Regions from separate parts of the Mus musculus genome. Here regions 2, 3 and 4 are each linked to region 1. A link is a contact called in public HiChIP or PLAC-seq data. All regions are on one chromosome and are shown on one strand. The core of a region is the stretch at or near the end of the contact, and the rest is flanking DNA. Distances in the headings are between cores, read along the strand shown. Region 1 holds the start of Ntrk2 (neurotrophic tyrosine kinase, receptor, type 2). Region 2 overlaps Ntrk2 (neurotrophic tyrosine kinase, receptor, type 2). Region 3 overlaps Ntrk2 (neurotrophic tyrosine kinase, receptor, type 2). Region 4 overlaps Ntrk2 (neurotrophic tyrosine kinase, receptor, type 2).

What was found. HiChIP or PLAC-seq counts read pairs in DNA pulled down with a chosen protein or histone mark.
Region 2: a contact with region 1 is called in an H3K4me3 HiChIP or PLAC-seq map of embryonic stem cells, with 5 times the contacts expected there. The contact joins the enhancer-like site here to the promoter of Ntrk2 in region 1. A contact is called at or near these places in 6 of 39 promoter capture datasets (3T3-L1-derived adipocytes, embryonic stem cells, epiblast stem cells and 2 more), 7 of 484 Hi-C or Micro-C datasets (cerebellum, cortical neurons, embryonic stem cells and 3 more), 15 of 115 datasets of contacts at active chromatin or transcription factors (astrocytes, craniofacial prominence, embryonic basal ganglia and 9 more) and 2 of 9 other capture datasets (adipose tissue and pancreatic islet).
Region 3: a contact with region 1 is called in an H3K4me3 HiChIP or PLAC-seq map of embryonic basal ganglia, with 6 times the contacts expected there. The contact joins the enhancer-like site here to the promoter of Ntrk2 in region 1. A contact is called at or near these places in 3 of 39 promoter capture datasets (the 3T3-L1 cell line, embryonic stem cells and liver), 5 of 484 Hi-C or Micro-C datasets (cerebellar granule neurons, cerebral cortex, forebrain and 2 more), 14 of 115 datasets of contacts at active chromatin or transcription factors (SST interneurons, craniofacial prominence, embryonic basal ganglia and 9 more) and 2 of 9 other capture datasets (liver and pancreatic islet).
Region 4: an H3K4me3 HiChIP or PLAC-seq map of embryonic forebrain shows a contact between it and region 1, with 5 times the contacts expected there. The contact joins the enhancer-like site here to the promoter of Ntrk2 in region 1. A contact is called at or near these places in 5 of 39 promoter capture datasets (the 3T3-L1 cell line, cranial neural crest, embryonic stem cells and 2 more), 2 of 484 Hi-C or Micro-C datasets (embryonic stem cells and liver), 16 of 115 datasets of contacts at active chromatin or transcription factors (SST interneurons, embryonic basal ganglia, embryonic forebrain and 8 more) and 4 of 9 other capture datasets (adipose tissue, embryonic stem cells, liver and 1 more).

Annotation. Positions count from the first base shown.
Region 1 is chr13:58,805,833-58,809,401 of GRCm38.p6, forward strand. Ntrk2 (neurotrophic tyrosine kinase, receptor, type 2) reads left to right here and starts at 1,865. Exons shown (of 18, transcript NM_001025074.2): 1 at 1,865-2,181; 2 at 2,553-3,108. The coding sequence starts at 2,897.
Region 2 is chr13:58,953,764-58,956,853 of GRCm38.p6, forward strand. All of the region lies in intron 12 of Ntrk2 (neurotrophic tyrosine kinase, receptor, type 2), which reads left to right. Among named protein-coding and RNA genes, the nearest start is that of Gm53063, 120 kb to the right of the region's middle. Within about 2 kb of position 1,593, at least 14 of the 459 cell types and tissues checked have an H3K27ac peak or open chromatin away from gene starts, as enhancers often do. A contact at or near this core is called in cortical neurons and embryonic stem cells, where this site is marked.
Region 3 is chr13:59,039,545-59,042,875 of GRCm38.p6, forward strand. The region is part of intron 14 of Ntrk2 (neurotrophic tyrosine kinase, receptor, type 2); the gene reads left to right. Among named protein-coding and RNA genes, the nearest start is that of Gm53063, 33 kb to the right of the region's middle. Within about 2 kb of position 1,812, at least 70 of the 459 cell types and tissues checked have an H3K27ac peak or open chromatin away from gene starts, as enhancers often do. A contact at or near this core is called in cerebral cortex, embryonic basal ganglia, embryonic forebrain and 4 more, where this site is marked.
Region 4 is chr13:58,969,534-58,972,952 of GRCm38.p6, forward strand. All of the region lies in intron 12 of Ntrk2 (neurotrophic tyrosine kinase, receptor, type 2), which reads left to right. Among named protein-coding and RNA genes, the nearest start is that of Gm53063, 100 kb to the right of the region's middle. Within about 2 kb of position 2,113, at least 71 of the 459 cell types and tissues checked have an H3K27ac peak or open chromatin away from gene starts, as enhancers often do. A contact at or near this core is called in embryonic basal ganglia, embryonic forebrain, embryonic stem cells and 4 more, where this site is marked.

The DNA of each region.
Region 1 (3,569 bases), core at 615-3,114:
TTGGTAACCCACACACATACACAATAAGGTGTGTGTGTGTGTGTACGCGCGCGCGCACGCACGTGTATGTGTCTGGAAAAGTCTCCCTAAAAGAACATTGGCAGCACAACTGTGTCTCCTGGACAAAGATGTCTTAGCTTTGGGGTTCTGTGCCTTGCCACAGCAGCAAAGGTGGCAGGCAGAACTGAGAAGTTATCTGAAGCTTGGGTGGTCCAAGCCCCCAAGGTGTATCAGGGCTCAGGGAAGGGGGTGAGGTGACCTGCTGGTTTTTGCTCCAGGCCTCGGCCGGCCGGGTGTTTTAAATGTGTAAGGATTATATTTCTATCCCTGGTGCATGACATCTATGTGAAAATCTTGCTAGATTGATTTTATTTCTTAGTGATGTTTAAGGCTGTGCGAAGACCCAAACATTTCCCCTGACATCATCCTTCTCATTTCTGGCCTTTTGCGGGCAGTTGGATGACTATTCTTATGTCTTAAATTGGACTCCAGCGCATTGTCTTGTGGTGCGTGGAGGACTTCAGAGGCAGGAGATTGTAGGGATCTGGTGAGAGGCGCACTGCCTGGGTAGCAATGTGCACACAGCGCGGCGGTTGCGCATCTGGAGCTGCAGTGCGCCGGTAGCGCAGTTCCTAATGCGGTGGTAGCAATGGCCCGAGGTACCGGAGCGTGCTGGGTTTCTTCTCCCCACGCGGGGGCACCAGAGCCCTCGAAAGTGTCAGGCACTGCGGCGCATCTACCAGATTCCCTTTTAAATGACTGCGGATGTGCGGGCGGTCGCAGCTACAAATGGTGAGAGGAGGCTCAGATCAGGCTCGCGAATGGCCCGCAGCGACCATTTAACTGCACCCGCACGTTTGTCACTCGACCCTCCGGAATCATCTCACGTGTCCCCACTGAGACTCTAGGGCGCTGCCGGAGCCCGGCCTCTCGGTAGCTGGAAGCACATCCTGCCTCGGGCAGCGCGGGTGCAGGGTACACGTTGGCGCACATGCACGCGCGCACACGAACACGCGCAAGGTACGGCAGGGCAGGGGACAGGGGCTTGGGTGCTCCGCGTGCGGGTGGGTGTCGCGGGGAGTGAAGCTGTGATCCTCAAATGGCTGCATCCTGCCAGGTTAAGGAATAAGAGAAGATGATGCGGAGCCATCCATTCCACAGGCCAGGGTCGGTGCAAAGCATTTAGGGAACCCACAGCGCGGCCGGCGCGCTCCCTTCCCACGCAGGGCTCTCTCTGTGGCGCAAACGGCAGGAGAAAGATCCATCAGAGCTACACTTGTGTCTGCAGGCTGTCTACACTTCTCTCTTGGCAGAAACCCCATCAGGAGAGCTTTGGAACCATCCACCCCTAAATAGGTAGTCCGGAACCCGGCAATGGTCCTTGGTTACTAACGTACAGCGCTATATATTTATTTTTGTACGGGGTGTAGCTTGTCTTCCCTATATTTTGGAAATAGCTTGCTTTCCCCTATGAGCATGGTGAGAAAGAAGAACGCGGCGGGGAGGGAGAGGGAAAGGAAAAGGAAAAGGGAGGATTCCTACAATACGAATCAGAGCATTTTTTTCAGAGCCTAACCAAACAGGGCTTCCATTTAAAAAAGGGGGAGCTAGTCTGTACTGCGATGTGGAAGAGATGTAAGAATTAGGGACCAAGGAAGCATCGCTGCATTTTAGATGTACCGGGGTCTAAAGGGGGCACACACACGCACACGCGCACACATGCACACCCGCACAGCTACCCCGCCAAGGTGTGTGCGTGCGCGCGAGTGTGAACTCCCACATGCTGCTGTCTGCGCCTGGCCGCTGGCACCAAGCCTCCTCCTCCCCGCTCGCCCCCAGATTCCCTCCCCTCCGCCTTGCTTTTGTCTGGAGGGTGCTATGCTATGCGTGTGTGCGTGTGTGTGCGCGCGCGCGTGTGTGAGCGTGTGTGTTTTTGGATTTCATACTAATTTTCTGGAGTTTCTGCCCCTGCTCTGCGTCAGCCCTCACGTCACTTCGCCAGCAGTAGCAGAGGCGGCGGCGGCGGCGGCCGCCGGTTAGAGCCCAGTCGCTGCTTCAGCTGCTGTTGCTGCTTCTGCAGCGCTCTGCTCCCTGCGCTTGCTACGGGAGGCCGGGGAAGCCGCGCGGACAGTCCTCGGTGGCCTGGGCCGGCACTGTCCTGCTACCGCAGTTGCTCCCCAGGTGGGATGTGCCGCGCCACCTGCCCACCTCCCCTCTCCCCCCGCGCCCAGCGGCCGGGGAGGATTCTGCAGCATCATTGGGGCCCCAGCGCTGCCGCAGCCTCTTTGGAGGGTCCTTGGCTTGGCCTATGCCATGGAATCTGCTCTCAAAGACCCGTTACCGACTTCTCATGCCTCGGCCTCAGGCTTGAAGGGAGGGCGGGCACACGGGGGGGGGGCACTAAGGGGCAAGTTGATGGCGGGGCGGGAGCTGGGCACTCAGACATTCATTCTCCAGGCTTGGGGTTCAGGGTGAGGAGAGCGCGGAGGGACTGTGTCCCAGTTGGTGGTGTGTGGGGTCTATTAGTCTCATCCATGTCTGTTTGTCCTCAGCCCTGAGGTGCGCACCGATATCGATATTCGTGCCGGTTTAGCGGTTCTGCGACCCAAAGAGTCCAGGGAGATCCACCGAGTGGTGCCTGGCGTATAGGACTATGCAGCCGCCTTGTGGCTCGGAGCAGCGGCCCGCGATGTCCCAGCCACTGTGAACCATTTGGTCAGCGCCAACCTGCTCAGCCCCAGCACCGACAGGCTCAGCCTCTGGTACGCTCCACTCCGCGGGAGGCCACCAGCACCAAGCAGCAAGAGGGCGCAGGGAAGGCCTCCCCCCTCCGGCGGGGGACGCCTGGCTCAGCGTAGGGACACGCACTCCGACTGACTGGCACTGGCAGCTCGGGATGTCGCCCTGGCTGAAGTGGCATGGACCCGCCATGGCGCGGCTCTGGGGCTTATGCCTGCTGGTCTTGGGCTTCTGGAGGGCCTCTCTCGCCTGCCCGACGTCCTGCAAATGCAGTTCCGCTAGGATTTGGTGTACTGAGCCTTCTCCAGGCATCGTGGCATTCCCGAGGTTGGAACCTAACAGCGTTGACCCGGAGAACATCACGGAAATGTGAGTTCCTTTTACTTTTTCTCCTGTCCCCACCTCAGGAATCAGGCAGGTGTATGTTTGGGACAGATGCTGTCCCACACATGGCAAGAAGTCAGAGACCAGAGAGATGGGGTACCTGTCACTTCTCTGTCTGTTTCACTGGCTTACGGATGTCAGTTGGTGAAGAGTGGGACTCTAAAATTCCATATAGACAGAAATATAATCATAAATTCGTATATATTATGTTCCTGGGAAGGAATTCTGCGTGCATTTTCATTTCAAAGTTCTGATGGGTGTGTTTTAGGCTTTCAGTATACGATAATTATATTGGAACATTTTTGTTTGGTAAAATATACTGTGTGTGTGTGTGTTGAGAGAAGTTCCAGTGATATTAACCAGAAAGGAGGTTAAAATTATTCATTTTCAAGAATTGGTTGGAGGAAGTGAGGGTCTCTCCCTTAACATCTTTTCCCGAGGCTTGG
Region 2 (3,090 bases), core at 343-2,842, 150 kb after region 1:
AATTATGTCTCACATAATAGTTGGAAAATATTTAGATAAATTGTTTGCCTGCAATTCATAGTCTACTGGGATACTATGGTTTTCTTATCAACACGGTAAGTTAAGACAAAGTGAATTTGAAATAGCAGACTTCTGACTATACAGCTGCTACTGGGTCTCCAGGCTTGCCGGACCCTGAAATCTGCCCTGGCTCCAGTTGATAGCACATCTTCTTGTTCCTCTGCTGAATAGAAGCAAACAGCCTATGTCCTATCGCTGAGGGCCAGCACATAGCCTGGAGCTTCTGCAGACCCTTCCGGCTGTCTGCCACTTTCTGTTTCTGAGCTGAGGGACGCCTTTCATTTCCAGATTTCATCCTCACCAGCTTGGGTGATTAGCTCTGCCCTCATGCTAACACCAGAGACTCAAAAAGCCCCTCTTTGCCAGGCAGCGAAAGAGACAAGCATGGGACACCACTGCTGTGTGTACCCGCAGCCACCTTTAGGGGACAAGGCTTAAGAGGGTTGATGCTTGGCTTAATGGTTTTGTGATTCTTAAAGTTTTGCTAAAGAACAAAAGATCTACATCCCATTCCGTTCTGAAGGCTGAACATTTTAGTGTGTAGCTGGTTCATGTTTTTCTATAGCTGGGAAAAACCTATTGAAAGTCGTGTGTGCAGTCTTCCTCTTCTACGTTACAGCATCCCATAGCACAGAAAGCTGCAATGATTGCTGATTTACTCCTTCTACTGGTGTAGGAATGCCGTACCCCTCCCCCCAGGCCCCTGCTTAACAGAGACCTCTGCAACTCCAAGCTGGGCATTTCCTATGAGGGCTTGAATGAATCCTCATATCCTCTCTCATAGAGTATTTTGGGGTCTTGCAAGATAGTTCAGAGGGCAAAGGTGCTTATCACCAAGACTTGTAGCTGCCAGCAGCCACAGGTTCCTGGGTTCCTGAAAGAAAAGCTGGGGATGGATGGGAAGGACGGTGAGAGAAATAGCGAGAGCCAAGACAAAGTTCTCTGATCAAGGCTCCACTTTAATTCTAGGGTCTGATTTTTAAAGGGGGGGGGGGCGGGGGTGAGACGCGGGACTCATCCCCCACTGTGCCAGGATCTTGTTGGCCACTTTGTCAGGATCTCTCCTCAAGAAAACAAGCTCAGCTGCTCAGCAGGTGGTGGCTTCTTGCAGGAAGCTGCAGGTGTGGCACACAATAGACTTTACCTAGGTCAGAAGACTCCACCCTAGGTGGGCTAGCAGGCTGTGGTAAAAACAAGGTCTGATTCAGCCGCTCAAGACTTGGGGGAGGGCACAAAGACGGATGCCCTGAGTCCAATCTCCAGAGCCCACATGGAGGAAGGAGCAAACCAATGCTTGAAAGTTGCCCTTTGACCTCCACTCTAGTGCCCTGGCGTGCACATGCCCACACAAGAAAAATAACTAAGTACATAGTCAATGAATTAAAACATATAATGTAAACAAGTAATGTAGTTATTTTTTTAAGGTGGCGTTGGCAGCCGCAACCATTCATAATCAGTAATTATTGAGTGCCTGCCCGCGTCGAAGGCACCCTTCCTCACCCAGCCCACAATCATTTGAGAGGATGTTCCCAGTGCTTGTGTGTGCTGACATGGTGCTGAGTGACACCATGCACTCAGCCACATTCTTCCAGTCGATTGATTGACAGGCAGCCACCACTAACTCTTGGATAAAGGGTTTCTCTGCATGGAAGGAGGGTGTGGCTATCAAGTGCCGGTCCTCTGCAACAATTTTTCTCACATCTGCTGCTGTGAGAAATTCAAATAGACATAACAACAACCACCCACAGAAATTCAAAGATGGTTCATTGGATTGGCAGAAAATCAAAGCTGCCTCCTCTCTCATCACTTCAGTAAGGATCCTATTGTAAGACTAGGCAGGTGGATTTTTAAGTCATTGCTGTGGGTAGCCCATGTGGGTCACGGCAGGGTGATTCTGACCCACAGGAGCTAGGTGACAGGCAGTTATTCTGCAATCATGTGTAGGGGTGGGGTGGGGTGGATACTTTGAAAATGCAGACTCTGTGAGCCAGGTAAGCCATCTCTTCACCCCAGCACACAGAGCTTGCTTGAGGCACTTGCTCCGTCTTCTCCGCAGTGCCAGCAACTCCTGATCTAACGTAATGTGCAAAACAATTGGCAAACTGAAGCAGCTCGGTGATCCCAGGAGGTTCTGCTTGCAGGGCAAGACTCAGGGCCACCTCCCAGGCATCTCCAGCTTCCTCTGAGCATCGTTTGGGAAAGAGGAGTTCCGTGATGCTTGAGCAAATGCCATAGGTCCGTTCTTTGCCAAAACGTTTTGAGTTAACCTTACGGTGGGGAAAATAAGACTGTCCAAATGTGCTCATGCATTTTGAATATTTTATTAATAGCACAGTTACTTTTGAGATTCTAATATGGGCTGAAAAAAATCACCTCCAGATGTTCAGAAAGTCAAGAACAGGCTGGGCTGGTCCTTGCTACAGTCTGCCCTGTCCACACTCATGATCTAGATTATTAGATAACGATTCCACATGCTGGTGTGTTTGTCTGAAAGAGATAGCCCTACGGGGAAATGAGAGACCCTGGGTCAAGGAGGTCGGAGGAGCTCTTGGATTGGATTACATTTAATGCAGGGATTATCAGGAGCCCAGAGGTACCTGAAGCCTGTGAGTGACAGTGAGCACACAGCAGTGAGCGGTAGGGCCTCAAGGGACCTGCATTCTAATTGAGATGACATCAGAACACACTGTTGTGACTTCCCAGAATAATTTAGTGTTAATCTTATGTCCTACAGAGCCATGCTTCCTCTCTTCCAGGCTCTTGGAATGGATGGGGGGTGCTCTTTCTCCTGCTGGTCTTTTAGAGATGATACAACTCCCTGGAGAACTTACTAGACCTGCTTAGAGCCACCTCTGGGCATCCGGAGGCGAGGTTGTGCCTCAAACCAGGAGTTTGGTGGTTGTAAGCAACCATTGCCCAACTCTGAGGTTGGGCTGCCTAGGCTCTACACCCTAATTCTAAAACCACGGTGTGGATCCCACACAGGGCTGGGTTTCTGTGCCTTCAGCTCCTCACACATGCGTGAGAATA
Region 3 (3,331 bases), core at 562-3,061, 230 kb after region 1:
CTTCCTTCCATCTCTTGACAAAGTTTCCCTGTTTTGTTTGTTTGTTTGTTTTTGTTTATGTTTTTGTTGTTGTTTTTTTTAAGCATACAGTATTCAGGACATTTGACAGTGTCTTATCTCTAGTTTCTACTTTTTTATCTTTAATCTTCTTTACCTTTACCGATAAATGAGACCAAAAGTGTTCTTATTTCTGCAGTTTTATAGATGAGCATATGTTCAGGCTGGGTGTCTACACCTAACCAAGCCATCTATATCAAACCAGAAAAATGGAGGCCTGTGTCCATGTTGGGTCCACGTTTTAAACTCTATTTGGAGGCCACTCAGAAAGCCTAGCCAAGGCTTCAGACTAAGTTCACTTAACAGTGGGGTACATGTGCCCTCCCTCCCCCAGGGTGTGAAAATGCTGGGTGATCCAGGGATTCTAGATGACAGAGTGGGAATAGCTGAGAGGCCGTGGCCAGGCATGTGGGCATCATCCCAGAGAGTTCTCAGTAACTGTGGCCTCTCATCCCTGCCCTGCGCTGACTCTCCTGCACTCGAGCAATGCCCGTAATGAAAAGGTACTGTGTGGCCAAAGCTGGGACATTTGCAGTTTGTACATTCAGATCCCTTTGAGCAAACACAAAACCAAAGTGACCCAACCCACTAATGACTAGGGATGGACAGATGGTAATGACGCTTCTGTGGGTCCTCGCCCACCCCTGCCCTGCCTTGACTGGGCTTTAGAAGACCGTGTACAGTAGACCATCTTGCTTCCCTGTTCACAGAGCACTCCACTTTGTGCCGATATCTCATTAACATTACCCAGTGGGCCCTTGTTGGAGTTCCGACTCGAATTCAAATTCTCTGAATCGCCTAGTACACACTCTTTCATGCTACCTTCTGGTTTTACCCAGCTTGTTTCTGCAAATTAATGATCTGTGATAAACGTTTGCTCATTAAACAGTGCCAAGGGTGGGGTTGGGAGGAGGAAAGGTACTTGACCCTTTGTCAGATCCTGACCTCTCCTTGCCAGTCTTCTCGGGGTTAAAATGAGATTGCCATCACAGAGAAGAAGGACAAAGAAACCGTAGATTAAAACCGCACTCTTGCTCCATGACCACAGACCTGAGGAGCTAAACAGCAGTGACCTTGAGTATGAACGTTTGTTACAGCAGCAGCTTACCCGCTATAACTCAAGCTTCCGTCAGGGGACCAGGCCAGCTCTCTGGAATGCAGAGGTTGTATCTTCATGAGCTCCGGGGTGAATCAGGTCAGAATAATTTGCAGACCTTGCACAGAGCCTCTCGGCAACCTAGGTGTACTCATGTCTAGGGCTTCAGTCTAACTGAAAATGTATTCAGAACTAAATTAATCTAGGAGAAAAACATCCATCACTCCATTCTGACCATAACAAAAACAGATTTCTGTTTTATTATTTATTATTTTTTTTAAGCAATGTCAAACTGAACACATCTTCCAGTACTGCGCAGACTCTCACATCTCTGGAGTAGCTTGGGTTGCTCCTACTCCATTGGGTGCACCCAGGGATGCTTGACAGCCTTTCTGCTGTTGCCTAGCAACCCCTGCAGCATTGACTATGCATGCTAAGCAACTGCAGCCATTGTCCTTCTCTCTCTCTCTCTCTCTCTCTCTCTCTCTCTCTCTCTCTCTCTCTCTCTCTCTCTCTGAAGAGCTGACTTTGGTTTGCCATCCAAAGCTCTCTGGGCAGATTGACAGATGTCAGATGCAGGTGAATCCTGGTGTTGATGCTCCCGAGTACTTGAGGAGCTTGAAGGACTCGGTGTTCCAGGCCATGTGCATGCCTTCAGGGGCACACAGGCTGACGACGCCTCTCTCCTGCTAAAGCATCTGCTAGTTTGGATTCAGCTGGATTGGTCTTTTCTTCATTACTTGGATGGTCTTTCTTTCTCAGGGAAATGGATTTGTCAACCATTTTCCTCTTTTCACTGAATAATACTGCATACATATGTACATACATACATAGGAGAGAAGCGAAGTAACCAGTCTTTGATCAAATCCAGTTACTTTGCCTTTGGGTTACTCGGTTGCCAAGGAAACGCTCCATCGCACTTTCCCTTGCATTAACTGTCGATGCATCAGCTATTTTTGGCTCCATCTAACATGCATTTCAATAACTACCCTTCCTACAACCTTTTTCTTGTACTGTGAATGCAAGATGATTTTTTTCTTTTTCTTTCTTTCTTTTTTTTTTTTTTTCAAAAGTCTGCTTTGTAGGAACTGTGTCCCTCCCTGGCTAACTCCGGTTTATTTCTAGAACCAAGTAGCGCTGAATCTGAGAGAGACCTTTAAAATCATATACATAAAGTCTCGTATTTTATGGATGAGAAATCTAAGACCCAGGGAAGCCAAGCAACTATCTCAAAGTATTAAATTAAAAGAGTTGGAGACACACACAGGTGGAGTCTTAGCAGACTTGGTGGCTGCTGCATGGGTTCAGCAAACACTTTGCTGAGAGCAGACTTAAGTTTTATACTTTAAAAGTGTCTGAATTCCTTCTTTCCCCCAGAGGAAGTAATGGTATTTTTCTCCACCAAGAGTTCAGAATGCAAACTTACACACTGTTCTTTCAGCCCAGCATCTGCCACAGTGCCCAGTCCTTACCCCACTCCCCGGTGCAGGCAACTACAGCTCATGGGTCTCAGCTCAAGTCATCTCTTTGGAAGGGCTGTCCTTTCTTGTCCCCCAAGCAGATCAGACTCCACGCTGCCAAGTCTCTTGAATTGACCTTCACAGCATTGTCAGGGATATAAAATTATGTATCAGTGTGTTTACTCAATGAGTGACACTTCGTGTCTGTGACCTCTTTCAGGGTGTCAGTCATACTCTCCGTGGGGGAGCCATGACTTTGAGTGTGTTGACTAATATGCGTCATGATGCACAAAAGCGATGCTCATTGGATGAATGAGAGGGCGGTCGTAGGGGAGTGGGTCGGAACAGACCGTGGAAATAGAATTCTGATGTGCTTGAGTTAACCATCGCATTTACTTCTGGACAACAAAGTGGCTTCTTGAAACTCTGATGGTCACAGCTGAAGGAAACTGTAAAGATGACATATAATATTAATAATCTAATGTAATGAGAAATCGTTTTAGAAATGGTTGAATAAGCTAGGTATACTGGCATGCGCTTAACAGTCCCCACACTTGACAGATGCAGGCAGTAGAAGGATCCAGTACTGAAGTCCACCTTCAGCCGTGTAGTGACTCTGAAACCAAGTGGGCTACATTGGAAAGGGAAAGTATGGATGCGTAGTTATGATGTAGATATGGACTGCCGTTACGGATGTTCTTTAGCTAACATTTATTAT
Region 4 (3,419 bases), core at 863-3,362, 160 kb after region 1:
TAGACAAGTAAAATGTGGAGGCCATCTATGAATCTATGACAGGGAAAGCACAGGTGTCTCAGAAATACAGGAACCAGGAGGCAACAGTACAACAGTTTCCACTGTTGTCTGCCTCCTTTAGAACATTTCATTAGTGGCTTTGGGACATTTATTGGGTATCTACATGTGGAAAGTACTCAACTTAATTGTATTGTAATTGTTATGAAGCTCATGGCAAAGGATATTGGGTGGAGTAGCACAGGAATCCTTAAACTCTAACTAAAAAAATAGAATTGTATAAATACAGTGAACCACGTGATACTTATGGCAAGAAACAGCCCAAATATGTACTAATTTTTTTTTTAATTTGAAGAATCAAGAAGCATTTCCTGATGAAATAATTTTTCATTTGTCAGAATGAATGGAACTTAATGGTCAAAGGTAGAGTTTGAAGGTCACATTTCAGGAATAAAGACACCGAATTTACCAGGCAGAGAGGTAATGTGGCTATTCTATTCTCGTTACATTTTTATACTGTTTGGAACCCATCAGGCAGCCAATGGGTAGGGCTTAAGCAAATCAATAATAAGTAGGAAGAGTCATGGCATGCTTATCTGAAGAGTGTGGACTGGAATCAGAGAAGTTTGGACACAAGTCACGGGCTGACACAGCTGGAGTCAGATCCTGTGGCCGGGTCTAATCACAAGAGGTAGTTCTATTGGTGGCCGGGAGAAGAAGGTTCAGAGACAGCCTAAGCAATCGCAGTGTGTCCATAAAGAATTGGTGAATCAATGACTTAGTCCCAAGACAGAGTCTGAGTCCAGTTCCTGATGGTGATGGTCCTAACGATGATAGCAATGATCTTGTATTCCAGAGAGAAGAAACGACATGATCAGGTAACTCGGATCTTTGAGGAGTATCAGAGAAGCTAAGACAGAAAGGATTGCGTGCCTTTGCATAGGCAGTCTGTGATCTGTTTTTTAAAACAGGTCCCGAATTATTTAGAATAAATTCCAACCTTTCTACACTCTAACCTAGGTCTGGGCTTCTCAATCTTGTTATCATTAGCACCTTAGTTTTAGTTCTGCACTGCATGGACTGTTCTATGTATCTGGAATCTTAGGGTATAGACTTGGGTATCAGCTCAGGCAGAAACTGTGGGTCTTAGCTTCTGTACCACAGGAACTTCTCCTAGGCACTGTGGTGATGTAGCATTTCTGGCTTCAAGCCATCAGATGTATAGAACACATGCCCTCCACTTCACCCCAGCATGGGGACAACCTAAAATCTCTTCATGATCTCTTTCCACTGGAGGCAAAATTACTCCCACTCTGAGACTTCCTGACCTGATAATTTTGATAATTTTTCAGAAAATCCATGACCCTTAAAGAACACTCTGGCCATTTAATGGGGAAGGGTAAAATGAGAAGTGACTTTTCTCTCATGGGTCTGGCTTTCTTTTACTGACCAAGGGTAGCCACCTCAAGTGACCCAGCAGAATAGCCAGCCTGTTCAATGGCATCTTGCTTTAAATGATAGGTTTTTGTTGGGTTCTACTCACTATTTATTCAACATTTTTGCCTTTTTAAGTGCATAGAATTCTATTTGTTTGGTTTCACAGTGAAGACTTCCAAATAAATAAAGGGTATCCAGCTATAAGATTACATCCTAGCTATTACCATACAGTTCCTGGCCTTGGGTAGAATCAACGAGAAACACGTCTTGTAGCGTCTGGATACCTCACTGTGCACAGCCCTCTCCTGTAAAATCCCATACAATACAGAAAGCTCCCCTCACGGTTCCCTGCATTAGTGGCAACAGGTGATGATCCTGAGGGACTGAAAACAAATTTCTATGTTACATGTATGATCTCAGCAATAAAACACTAATGAACCAGCAAGACTGTAAAGCGGAGTTGTGAGGTACCTTCCTTCCTTTGAAAGGTCTCAGTAACAAGGTAAGAGGGACTGGTCTGAGCATGTCCTGCAGGTCTGACTCACTGTTTGGGTTCTCCATGGAAACCCAGTCTCAGGGGAATTTGTCATAAATTGTTTGCCAGGCTTGTTGTTCTCTTAGAGGGGCCACTAGCATTGCTTCTAAAGTGAGTTCTTTGTGAAGACTTTGCTCTAAATTACTAACCGGCAGTGCTTTGAAGAGAAAGGGAATTGGAGCGTGTGTGAGGCCAGCATTAAGAGGGGGTCAGCAGGAAAATGTGTGAGCGCAGACAGACGTCACCTGCCTCCCCTTAGACAGCCTGTGGCAGCTGAGAAAGTGTTCTCAGAGCACTCTGAGCTCTCACTGGGGTACTCAGGAAAGAGGCAAAGCTTTGAGTTCACTCTCTCATGTCTGTCAAGCCTTTTTATTAGGCTGGGGCAGACCCTGCTTCGATCCAAACCCAAGCCTGGAGCATTAGGAGCCAGAGCTGAGGGGTCCCACCTTTCACTCACCAGGGTGGAACATTGTGGCCTTTGTTGTAGAGCTTTCTGGAATTTGCAGTTGATTTGAAAAACCCAGCACTTAATTGTCGGTGACTTGAGAGGTAAACCCCGCTGATTTTCTTTTGAAATAGTTCGTTGTGTTCAGAATGGAAGAGAAAAATAAGAGCCAACCATTTTTCTTCAAAATTAGTTGTTTGAAATATGGGACTGGGAGACCTTGCTGTGTCTCACACAAGATGAATTTCATCCATTCCCACTGGAGGCTTCTGGACTTTAAATCTCCCAGGCTTTTGTTTCAGCATATTATTATTATTTTTTTAAACGTGGCAATAAATGCTGATCGAGTTCCCCTAATTAAAGTAGTATCTAATCTCTAGTAAGCTCCTGTCACACAGCAAGTATTAATGAGCACAGTTTTAAAGACTGCTTCTGCAGAGCACAGGCTCTCCTCCTAAGAGGAGACCTAAGGACTATTTTTTTCCAGAGAAACTCTAGGCCGGGTGCCTGGATGCTTTTTCTTTAAATTGCACATGACGTCACATTTCCCAGATGCCAGGCTCAGGAAAACGATGCAAGGTCAAGTGTCAGTGCTCTTGGTGTGTGTCCCTGATGTGTGTATCTCTAGTGTTTATGGGACACTGAAGCTTGTTGGACTCACCTCCCAATGTCTTTCTCTATGGAGGAAGAACCAGTCTAAGATGGGACCCGAGGCTCACTCAGGATCATGCTGGATACTTCCTGTCGTGTCTGGAGAGAGCCAGTCCTCCTTGGCATCTAGCCCAGGGTCTCCATTCCACATCACTGCCTGAAGTGCTGGCTTCCGTATATCTCTCACCCTTAAACAGTGAACCCTCTCAGTACACATGCAGGTCTGCTCAGGACCACACAGATACCAACGTCCTCAGAGATCACATCTCTTTTATGTAAAAGGGCATTGTATTTGTACTGAACCTGAGTACAACCCTCCACATAATCAAGTCATCTCTCTAGATTACTTATAAT